Regions from separate parts of the Gossypium arboreum genome. Here region 1 is linked to region 2. A link is a contact called in public Hi-C data. All regions are on one chromosome and are shown on one strand. The core of a region is the stretch at or near the end of the contact, and the rest is flanking DNA. Distances in the headings are between cores, read along the strand shown.

The links. Hi-C and Micro-C count contacts between places; a contact is called where the count stands out from the background.
Region 1: a Hi-C map of leaf shows a contact between it and region 2, with 3 times the contacts expected there. The contact joins the promoter of LOC108463083 here to the promoter of LOC108464301 in region 2.

The regions. Positions count from the first base shown.
Region 1 is chr13:112,499,238-112,505,180 of ASM2569848v2, reverse strand. It overlaps LOC108463083, which reads left to right and starts at 3,622. Exons shown (of 6, transcript XM_053023980.1): 1 at 3,622-3,966; 2 at 4,726-4,790; 3 at 4,898-4,927; 4 at 5,025-5,916. The coding sequence starts at 3,928.
Region 2 is chr13:112,362,606-112,369,104 of ASM2569848v2, reverse strand. LOC108464301 (mRNA cap guanine-N7 methyltransferase 1) reads right to left here and starts at 4,932. Exons shown (of 13, transcript XM_017764526.2): 1 at 4,565-4,932; 2 at 3,872-4,011; 3 at 3,713-3,781; 4 at 3,545-3,616; 5 at 2,932-3,033; 6 at 2,683-2,739; 7 at 2,266-2,404; 8 at 1,907-1,971; 9 at 1,774-1,824; 10 at 1,581-1,643; 11 at 1,274-1,397; 12 at 1,124-1,185; 13 at 557-1,004. The coding sequence starts at 4,640. The coding sequence ends at 906. It overlaps LOC108461974 (a long non-coding RNA gene), which reads left to right and starts at 5,377. Exons shown (of 3, transcript XR_001867901.2): 1 at 5,377-5,741; 2 at 6,041-6,150. It overlaps LOC108464302, which reads left to right. Exons shown (of 4, transcript XM_017764528.2): 4 at 1-395. The coding sequence ends at 130.

The DNA.
Region 1 (5,943 bases), core at 2,373-4,872, 140 kb before region 2:
TCAAACATATTCCATGTTTTTATATATATCATAGTTCATATTTCCATGTATCAATTACCATCACTTCCTCGTATTTCAGAAAAATACGTGTAACAATTCATAAATATGCAATTCATTAACTATTCCTACCAATCACGATTTAAATTGCCAAATCACTTATTGAGCCCAATTTCAATGTTCACTAAAATCTATCATATAAATTTAGATGTACGTATTCATCAATAAATTCCATGTATAGATATCATTATCTTATATTTCCACATACATTTACTTTCCACATTTATGAATTCAAATAGCATATACAAGATATACCAATGTATTTCAAGTACGTTTTCATGATATTTCATTTCGAACTCAGATTATTTCATACTAGAAGTTTTCTCATTAACTCATTTGGAATACCAATTCATACGGATAATACACTCAAGGCGTAGAAATATATAATCACAAATGAACTCATTCATCAACCAAGTTTTATGCTCATGTTTCATCAACTCGTATTTCCTTATGTCACATAATTTCATGTAATACTTACCAAACTTCTTCAAATTAGTGAACATCTTATGGAATTGAGTACTTCGTTTTCTCGATGCCATAGTTCAATTATGGTCTTATACATCTTTACATAATGATGCCATAGCCCAGCTATGGTCTTACACATATTCATATATCGATGCCATAGCCCACTATGGTCTTACACGAATCACATATCTCACGATGCCATATCCGGATATGGTCTTATCTGATAGCATATATCACACCGATGCCATATCCCAGATATGGTCTTATACGAAAATCACTTGTCACTTGTCTCTTGTAGCCGAAGCTACCACTATTCACTGATCAGGTAGCCGGTACTACCACTTTTCACTGATCAGGTAGCCAGAGCTACCACTTTTCATTGATCAGGTAGCAGAAGCTACCACTTTTCACTGATCAAGTAGCTGAAGCTACCACTTTTCACTTGTCATTTGTCATTGATCAGATAAGTGTAGCCGAAGCTATCACTTATCACTTTCACTTTTCCTTGATCAGATAAGTGTAGCCGAAGCTATCACTTATCACTTGTTGCCATGGTCCAACCATGGCCTTTTCCTTCAATTCATCTTGTCACTGAACTGAAATGCTCAATTTGATCATTTATTCAATTTTCATGCTTTTACATTATTCACGATTTTATCATCAATACATATGAAGTAACACATCATGAAATTCATAAAATTAACAAATAATCACTAAAATTTTAGCCATATAAACTCATAAGTTCAAATTTTGTATCATAACGATAATCATAATTTCATAATAAATATTCCAAATAAATCATTATATCATTTCTAATTCAACACTTATCGATTATAATCGGGCATGTGATCAATTTATACACGAGTCATTCATATATATATGTATATTTTTCCTCCTCCTCCTCTCCATCCACATCCTTAGTATAAACAACACACTTGTAGGTAACATTATCCATAATTTTCACTATCTACTTATGTGAATATTCAAGCTGTCCATCTGTGTCATAGTCACTAAATTATTTTTATCTTGAGATACAGAACTCCAAATTAAGATCCATAAATTTTCTCAGAAACTATACTCATAAGTCTTCTTACCATAAAATTTTCATAATTTTTGGTTGGGCCAATTAATACAGTTTATTCATTGAAGTCTCCTCTGTTCTGCTATCTGACAATTCCGACCCTTCTTCACTAAAAATTAGTTATCTTCTCGTACAGGATTCAAATGATATCCTCATTTGTTTCTCTTAAAAATAGACTCATTCAAGATTCTAAACATATAAATTTAATCCCCTAATTATTTTCATCTAATTTTTATGATTTTACAAAATCAGAACAGGGGAACCTGAAATCATTCTGACCTTATCTCACAAAATTTATTTTATCTCATGATTTACAATTCCATTGCTTACATAATTTCTTTTATAAGAAACTAGACTCAATAAGCTTTAATTTCATATTTTATTCATCCTATAATTCAATTTATACAATTTTTGGTGATTTTTCAAAGTTAAACTACTGCTGCTGCCCAAAACAGTTTTAGTGCAAAATGTTGATTTCCATTTTACCCCAAATTTCTCAATTCATACAATTCAGTCCTTACTCAATTAACCACTCAATTAAGATAATTTTCTCAATTAATACTGTTTCTAGACATTATAATTTATTTCATAACTATTGAAATTCATAATTTTGACATAAAACTTTAACTTCAAACTATTTTACAATTAGGTCCCAAACATTCACTTTCTATTCAATTCTTTCAATAAAATCAGCATATAAATAATTTAAAGCTCTAATTCCATGCCAAATCATCATATAATTCCAGCACATATTCATAGAAACTTTCAATTTCTTTCATAGAATCAAAAACTAATGAATTCAACAAGTGGACCTAGTTGTAAAGTCACAAAAACACAAAAATTTCAAGGAGAAAGCAAGAATTAAACTTACATGAAGCTAAAGTATGAAAACCATCTTGAACCCTTCTCCATGGTTGTTTTTCATCTGATGAATATGAAGAGAAATGAAGAGAATTCTAGATATTCCAATTTAGTCCCATTTTTATTTAGCTAATTTTGATAATTTTCCAATTTTGCCCTTATTTCACCGTTTTCCTGATTTTTCTCAGCTATTGCCGCCCAAAATATCTCCTTTGGGCTTATTTTCACTTTAGGTCCTTCCTCATTTGACAATTGAGCTATTTAATCCTTTTAGCAATTTTTACACCCTTTTCAATTTAGTCCTTTTTATTTAATTAACCACCCAAACGTCAAAATTTTCTGACTAAATTTTATTACTACCTCACCAACACTCCATAAATATTTCTAAAAATATTTATGGCTCGATTTATGAAGTCGAGGTCTCGATATCTCATTCTCGACCCAATTTACCTATTTAATTCTTTTAAATCACCAAATTCACTAATTCAAAAATACTTTTATATTCACATTTGACTCATAGGTATTAATTTATTAAATTTTCAACTCACCTGTCAGATTTAGTGATCTCAAATCTCTATTCCCGATACCACTGAAAATTAGACTGTTACAAAATATAATTTTATCATTTTAATAGTTTATATCTTAATACTTTTTAAAGGGTTAAATCAAATTTTTAGTATTTTTAAAGGGGTCAAAGTGTAATTTTATTATTATTAATTTAAAATTTTATAAATTATAAATAATCTAAATTAAAATTTACAATTTTAAGGGAAGATGGCTCTGTGCCTCTACTTGAGTAGTAGGCATGTTTGACACGAATATGTTCTAAGATTTTCAAATTTCTTTACATTTAAAAATTTTTCAAAAGAAAAAGAAAATCAAAGAGCCCAGTAATTCATAAACCCTGTAGTAAACTCAAACCACGAATAACATTTTAATCACAGGGATCCGACTTAAAGAGAGGTTTAAATAGTCAAAGTTTTGTCATTCATGTGAAGAAAGGTGACCATCAGGTAATGGTAGCGAACTTCTCTCAAACATTTTTAAAATCTCTCAACGGTCGAATCATTAGAAATGGCTAACGCGCTGTCCCATAACCAAAACAACATCATTAAATTATAAAACCTTAATGTCTCAAAATCAAATCCTCACCCTCCAATCTTTTCAAACCTCAATCCAACGGCCATAAATCAACCATAAATAAATTTCTTAAAATTCTCACATGGTGATTCGAGAAACGGCAGCGTTTCTGCACTCTCTGTCTCTCTCTCTTTGCATTCTTTTGCTATAACAGAGAAGAACCCAAAGAGCCAAATCCCCCAAAGAGAAATGGAAAATTTAGAGCCTTTAAATCACCTTTGTTTCATAACTATTTGATTCCAAATAAAAAACCCAGTTTTTTAAACGAAGGATTTTCGCCATTAAAAGGAGATTCAAGAACAGAGGAAAAAAGAAAAAAGAAAATGGCTTTGAAGAATCAGAAAGATCACTGGGCATTTCTGGTAATACGTTAAAACCCTTCATTTTGATTCTTTTTGGGTTTTATTGGATTTAATTAAAGCATTTGTTTTCTTTGTGATTGGAAACATTTTACATGTTGTTTTCTTGTTGCTATTTTACATTTACATTTTGTTTATTTAATTTGTTTATGAATATTATATTTATTTTAATTTCTAGGTTTTGTTTTTCTTGTGGTTTTAAGCTAGTTATAGTCTTGGTTCATAATGGTTTTTTAGGTTTATTTGGATTGGTGAAATGAGATACCTTGATTAACGGGAAAGGGTTTGTTTGTTTGCTAGGAAAATGTAGGAAACAAGAAAAGAACAGAAAATATCTTAAACAATGTTAGATTTTAATAAATTTTCCATATCAGAATATGCAAATGAAATTATAAGTTTCCATGGACTGAATGATATCCGGTTTTATGAATTATCGTCATGTTTTTCTCGGTAATGAATCTGTTTCTGATTCTCAACCACATTTCCTTGATTAACGGGAAAGGGTTTGTTTGTTTGCTAGGAAAATGTAGGAAACAAGAAAAGAACAGAAAATATCATAAACAATGTTAGATTTTAATAAATTTTCCATATCAGAATATGCAAATGAAATTATAAGTTTCCATGGACTGAAATGATATCCGGTTTTATGAATTATCGTCATGTTTTTCTCGGTAATGAATCTGTTTCTGATTCTCAACCACATTTCCTTTTGTCCACTCACTGGAATAATAATTTTTATTATTTTTTGATTGAAATATGTAGGAAGAAATTGAAGCACCAATGTGGGTGGATCTTATTTCAGAAACAAACTTCAGTAGCCAAGACATGTCCGTTTCACTCCAATTTATTATGACTTCTCTAAGTAATTTATTTGATAAATATACATGTTAATAACTTCATTAAAATTCTATTTATATAGTTTTTTTTTTTGCAGTGATGACAAATGGTTTCAAACAAGTCATTTGTAAGCATCTTTCTATTACTCAATTACTGTTTTGTAGCTGAGGTATTAGAGTCAATGACATAAGGTTAGATTAAATTAAGTTAATATGAGTTTTCAGGTTCCACCAATGCTCTTCTAGCCAGTTAAAATCTGCATTTTCGTGTTCCGGTGAGGAAGGGGTAACCTTAGAGTTGGACTTGGTAGGAGCATATTCACCAACACTTCCACAGTCAGTTTCGAGATCAAGAGGAAAGGACTTCAGGAGCAAGAAATGGAAGGGGAACTGTTGTGATATCTCATGGAATAAGATAGAGTCAATGAAGGTTTTGAAGGGGAAGTCTTTAGTGTATGGTGAGGGCATTAAACCTAAACTTAACTTTATAAACTCGAAAGGGACATCTAGATCTAAAACAAATTTGGTTTCTGAAATAACTGAGAATGCCAAAGGAAAAAATGTCAAACCTGTGTCTAATCGAGGGGGTCCAGAAAGGAGTTTGAGTCCCGTGGTAGATAAGTCGGGTCAAACGAATGGTAGAAGCACAGTTACCTCTGAGAGCATTCAACAGCAGCAGCAGCAGCAGCAGCAGAAGTTCTTTGAGGTATCAAGTCGAGGTTTCGGTCAAACAAGTGAGCTTTTAACATCAGTGAGGAGTAGTCTCAGGAAAAGTTGTATTACAAGGCCAGCATCAAGGGTGGAGATTAATGCTGATAGGAGTCATAGGATGGAATCAAGAGACAGTAGATCTTCCTCTGGCAAGTCTAGTGTGGGATCATCTTCATATTCTGGCTATGAAGCTAAGAGGTCAACTGTTTCTTGGATAAAGAGGAAAGAAAAAACCCCAGATAGCAGAAATGTGGCACGACCGACTGAAGCTGCCAAGACCAAAGTGAAACCTTCCAACATGTGCAAGAAATCAAATGTTAGAGGTAAGGAAGGGGAACGTAATTCTAGGACAGGTGGATTAGTAACTGTTACAAAGATAACTTGGGAGGAAGCCGTAAAATCAAAGGTATGCATCACTGGGTACATGTTTCTG
Region 2 (6,499 bases), core at 3,683-6,182:
CTTTACTATACCCACTGCAGGAATGGAGAAAGAAAATGGTGGATTGAACTATCTGGAGAAGACGATCGGAGCAAGCCTAATGGGATTGGCGGTGATGGTTATTATGGTTGTGCTTTTGAAACGGGTCTAGAATAAAAGTATGTGAATCTGTTGGATCAAAAAAAACAAAACAAAACATTTTCATTTGATGGGGGTGATAGTGCTATCGTATATTGGCTTGTATAAATGGGTGGTTAATAGTTAATTGGATGGCTTTTGCAACTTTTTCCTTGTAATAAAAGTCTTAAAATTCTATCAGTCATATAAGGTTGATACTTGATTGGTATCAGCACATCTTTGAAGGGTTGGGGAAGAGTTCTTCATATATATTTTAAATAAAATAAAAATAATATAAATTGGTGTCATGAATATAGATATATAATTTTATATTTTATAGATATTAATTTAGATTGGATACCATGTCAATTATAAACAAAGTCGGATTCAAATATTACACCCTAAAACTTGTAGTGAATGGACAATATCTGAAACAATGAAAATGGGAAATTGCTACCAATTTGACAGTGAAAAATGAAACTTTTATTGTCAATTTCATATATAGAAACTTATGTGACACACATCTAAACAGGCAATATCGGCTTTCCTTACCGAAGTTAACCCATCAACCTGTGAGATTCTCATTCTTTCTTTAATCTTTCCGACCCAAAATTACAAATGAAGTGGCAATTTCTTAGAAACTTCATGCTGAAAGCAATGGCTTACAAAAACAATTTGTTAACCTACAAAACCGAAAGAGCCCCGAAAATATCTGGTTCATAGGCATTGCTTCAGCCACTTAGCCACCCTCCGTTATTTTGTCTCGCTCGACTTACGAATAAATCTATGGAATTCGTGGTGTTTTCCTGTTAATCATCACTATTAATATACAGGATGTCCTCCTTTGCTATTTGCATCTGTCCTCTATCTTTTCTGCTATTTGCTTGTGTCCGATCTGGTTGTCCACGCTGGAAGGAAGATTTTCCAACGGGTTAGTAATGTCCAATCGTAAAAGGAATTTAAGAATTTTAATGACAGATAAAAGCCTAGAAATGCCTGAATATATGATACAAGGTTCCGAACCAACCTTCTTTAAAACAAATGCAAGGTATAAATAAGCTGCCTCCCATTCATCCGGAGATAATGTGCCTGGATACAACGATAGTTAATTAGTGCCTTCACTAAGAATGATCGGCAAGATGAATTTTTAGAACCATCTGGGAAGTGAAGAACTTACTCTGGTCTTGGTTACCATCACCTAGTGCACCGAGCCTCCTCATAAGCTCTATATATTCCGGTTTTTTCATGTACTCGTGAACAAATTCATGAGAGTTTTTGACGAAAACAAGTTCTAGATCATACTGCAAAGACAAACAAAAGAAATTACAAGTTTAACAAATTTATAATAAGAAGTTCTGAAAACACCAAGAGTCAACTTATAATTAAAAGGCAGTGAAAAGAATTACAATAACAATAAAATTTGTACGGTGGTTAGAAACCTTCATTTTTTTACTGAAAGGAGTTTGCTATGATCAGAATTATACCTCTTCTGCTAATGATTTGAAGACATGAAACGGAACGATCCATTCAGGGCAGTCAACAGCATCCTGCAACAAGACATATCCGCAAACCCTTGAATTGTTTTTTTTTGCTCAAATTACCATAATAAAAACAATAGAATCCTCATATTTAACACGAAAGGCCAGTTTCTAAAATAGGAATTTTCAAGAAGAGTACCTCTAAATGAAACTTGTACTTGATACCAAAGGGGCTAGAAGATTTAAATTTCTGAACCATGTCATAAAAGTTTGTCAGATTTCAATATCATTTAGGAAAATATAGTTTGCAAGAGAAAGGGGACTGGATTCACCTTGTCGGTAAATTCTTCATCAAATCGTATCCAGTAGACGCTGTTGCCAAAGGCCAATCCTTCAGCTGCATATTCACAGTGACAATAGCATCTCCAATCAAGAATGACAAAAGTAGTCTGCCATGCCCCACAAATATTCAACGTTTGTTTACCAAGGCTAGCTTCGGTCAATTTACGTCAAGATCTATTTTCAAATTTCAAATATAAACAGAATTTCCTATTTAAACATATTATGTGTTTTAGTTACATATTGGATGTTTCTTAGCTCTAAATTTCAGTTATTAGCTTCACCTTAAATATTGATTTTTTAGAGCATTGTTTCAAGACAGGAAAAACAAAAGCAAGTTGCAATACTAAACCTTCTCTAAGTTTTTTGACTATGACATTGGCATCTGGCATTGTCCCAATGAAGGTGCCTCCTGGACGAAGTAAAGCTGAAACATTGGCCAGCGCCCGACGCGCACGTGCCTCTGTAGACCAGGAATAATGCATGGCAAACTGCATGATTAAGAATAACCACATTTATGGTTTCAGTAAATTATCGAGCTAGAACGAAAAAGCAATATTAGTTTGTAGCATGGGCATATCTGTTTTGCTACATATGTAGCATTTTATTAAGAATATTTTCAAGAATATTAAAGAATTTGAACCCAAGTCTTTGAATGGTAAGCAATTTAGTGGCAAGGAAACAAATGAGTAAATCCTAAACCTTTGTGGTAATTTTATCATCAGGCAGCAGAAATAGACAAATAATAGCCAAATTTCCAACTATTCACCTGGCAACTGCAGATATCGAAAGGAGCATCATCTGCCAAAACTCTATCCAAGCGCACCTAAAAATCATCAAATATAAATATCAAGACATATCCTCTTAACACTAGATATCGGTTTTTATATAGCACTATAGTTGATATTGAACATGACTAAGCATGCTATTTATTTTGATAATTAACCAACAGAACCAAAGTAATTAAGCTGACAACAGAAAATGTATTTCAAAATTGAACACCAACACATTAGTGTACCTCAAAACAATCCCCACATATGAGACGGACAGGAAACGTGAACTTTTTGCGACGTTGATGATGGTCTGCATCACCATTATATCGCGTACGGCAATCTTCTATCTGTGCATAAGTGGAGGAAGCAAAGTGAAAATGGCAGCTGGTACATAAATAGCTGTCGAAAGAAGATTTTCTTTCCATCTCTCTTTTCTTCTTTCAGTTGTAGAATAGGGTGCAGATCAAAAGCATATAGCAAGACAAAAAAACTGCAAGCTGTTAATGGATTTTTGGAGCACACAATTTATTTTTTATTTTAAGCTATAAACTATGTAAACTGCCAAGTTGTGCCAACCACTATCGCTTACGATTCATGTTTCAGAAAGCTGCAATTTGAGATCATAAGTAGAAGACACTGTGTAACAAATCTAAGGATTAATTCAAGTGTGCCAATTAAATCATGGCATCAGCTTTACCAATGGCACTGCTTAAAGAAATTAAAGCTCAGAATAATTATGATATGAGAATTGAAAGAGGTCCCCTAGATATTAGAGGTTGACCACAACTAAACTAGGCTACTAAATCAGATGCACAAAAAAGTGGGGGAAAAAAGGAAACTGAGTGTTTAGCACTTTACCGAGCCTTCTGCTATGTCAATGCCAACATAATATCCAACTTTTGCTTTATCCCATTTGATGAGATCACCACCCTAAACGGCATAAAGAACAATAACAGAAGGTACAATACATTGAATTTGAAGAATAAAAGGAAAGTTGAAAACAAATAAACTTTGGTCCTACAATACCTTGCCACAAGCAAGATCAAGAACAGCATCACCCCGACGAGCATAAAGCTGAATCAAGACACTTTTTATCTGTCCATTGAAAGAACATGAATGACAAAAAAAAAAAAAAAAGGGAAAATCATTAGTTCACAATGCAGCTAGTAAGATTCAACAACATACCCAGTTATTTAACTTCTTTAAGTGAATGATCGGACTTGCTTCTCGTTCTTCCAAAGTTTGATTTGTTCTTGCACTATAATGATCGGCTACTTTCCGAGCGAATATCTTGGTGCTCTCATCCTCTAAAAATTGTGAATCACCTAATATCACAACACACAATTTCAGCTTCTTCAACAGAATTTTATAGCAATCAGAATTTGGATTCTTTTCCTAAACTCTCAAATTAAAACTTAGGAACTTCAAAACCCAAGTTCAAAAATCAACTCATTAACCAAAAAAAGTAGGAGAAAATATTAATACACAACTGAATTGCATCTAAAAATTAGCCTAATACTGGAAAGATTGAAATTTTTTATTTCCTTCATTTAGTTAGAAAAACAAATATGGCAGCTTCACTGCATATCATTTTAATACTATATTCTTAACTACTCAGTGTTTCACTTAACTATCAAATTAGGATTTTTCTTTTTTTAATGCAAAACTCATTACCAAGAATGAACATTGAAAACCAAGTAACCATAAACTAAACTAAACTAAACCAAACAACTATTTTATTACTTTCTTTTAACAAAACAAAATTATAATTCAATTAAGATAAAGACCAGGTCTTGGTGCTCATAACTATATTGAGTGATTGGATAAGAAAACCAATCAAAAACCCTGAAAATAAACAAATCCCAACAAGAATTTTACCTTCAGGGTTATGTTTGGACCTGGATTGAGGTGGACCAAAAGAGGAAGATGGAGAACCTGGGTATCCACGTTTCATGGCCAAAATTATTTAAAAAAAAACAAAAAATAACTTGTATTATTCTGAGGTCTCTGCAAGAAAAGGATCAAATGTGCGATTTGGAAAGACAGGTTCTATTTTGTGTTTGTTTGGGTGTGATTTGATTAGAAAAAGTAGAAAAACCAGGGCTAAACTAAAGTGGGGTGCTTCTTTTTGGAGGGTTTGATTTTCGCTATGGGCTTGGCATTGGATTAAATAAGTGAGAGATAGATAGGTAGAAAAAAAAAAGGGGAGTAGAAAAAGAGAGAGTTTTGGGTTTTAACTTTAATTAATAAGAGAGAAGGCTTTGTTTTGAAATTTATTAGGATTCATTTAAGGTGGCTCTTAATTGACCAGCCTTTTTTCTTTCTTTGTCCAAAAAAAATTATACACCTTTCAATTTTCCTCTTAATTAATCTTTTCTCTGATTTTAGTATTTAAATTATAAATTTTAATTTAATAGTTATACTTAAATTATATTTTTTTCTCAAAAACAATAAAATTAATCAACAAGTGGTTGGGTGCAATGATAAGACATATTACACTTTCAATAGTAAGATAAATTTAAACATTAGAAACGATATTGTTAAAATGAATAACCTTGAACATTAACCATAAAACAAACATAAAAATATATAATAAAAAAAACTTAACCCATAAATTGATATCTAGACTATGTTTTTTTTCTTTATTTTGATACTTAAAACATTTTTTTATAACAAATGATATCTAAACTATTTTTTCTTCCCTAGTTGCTACCTTTGATCATCCAATTGTTACTTAAACCTTAACACTATGTTTGGTTCAATGGAATGGCTATTCCAAATGACACGGTTCAAAACTCCACGATAAAACAGTCGTTTGGTTTGTTGAATGCTCAAAACATCGAATGGGGATTTCAGGTGGGAGGAGGTGTAGAATGGCTATTCCAACCTCTCCATCGAATGACCCTTCTTTTCCCCTCCGAAAATACCCTTTCTTAGACTGAAATTTCTCAACAGTTTCAACTTTTTTTTTCTTTTGGTCATTCGACAATCTCAAGCTCAAATCAATCTAAAAGGAAGCAAATCAACTTGAATGCCAAATCAACTAGATTTTATTGTAAGTTCAATTCAACTAGGGTTTGTTTTGCATTTTGATTGATTTTTTTTTTGTTTCTGATGATTTGCCCAATGGGAATTGAAATGGATTCTGCAACTGTTCACGAGGAGATCGATTCATTCTTCGAGTCAAGTTCTCCTCTCAAAGATTCCGCTAAAATCATAGACAAATTGAATCAATTCATCTAATTTTATTTTCCTTCAAGTACAGTACCTGAAGCTAATCGATTATGCATATGTTCATACGTTTTCCCCTACCGAATATTTGTTTGTATATGTAAATCGTTTCGTATTTTTCAGGAGAAGGAAAAGGGAGGAGGGTTAAGGAGCTGCTAAAACGATGCCCAAATCTTAAGAAAATTATTATTTTTAAGGTTATTTCAAAAGCCAACCTACACAAGGAATGCCAGGTATTGGCCAAATTCACCTCATCTATTATTCGACTCATGAGGAAATGCATGCATGTAGAGATGCAATTTGAATGAGTAAAGTTCTCTCAATTGAATTTCTAAACTCAAGTCTTGTATCAATTGTGAACTATATGAGCAGATATGCAGGTAGATATTACATAATGTAAATTCCAAACATGTTCCCTTTTTATATCTTACTATTCATTGATGTTATTTTTAAAATTTGATAGGAAAATATATGCAATCAAAAGATAGGTTGTTCTTTTTTTTACTCAATTGTTATTTGGTCCTTTTGCTATTATTAACCATGTTGTTCTCTTCCAAAGTTGAAGATCTCTCTCATTTTTTT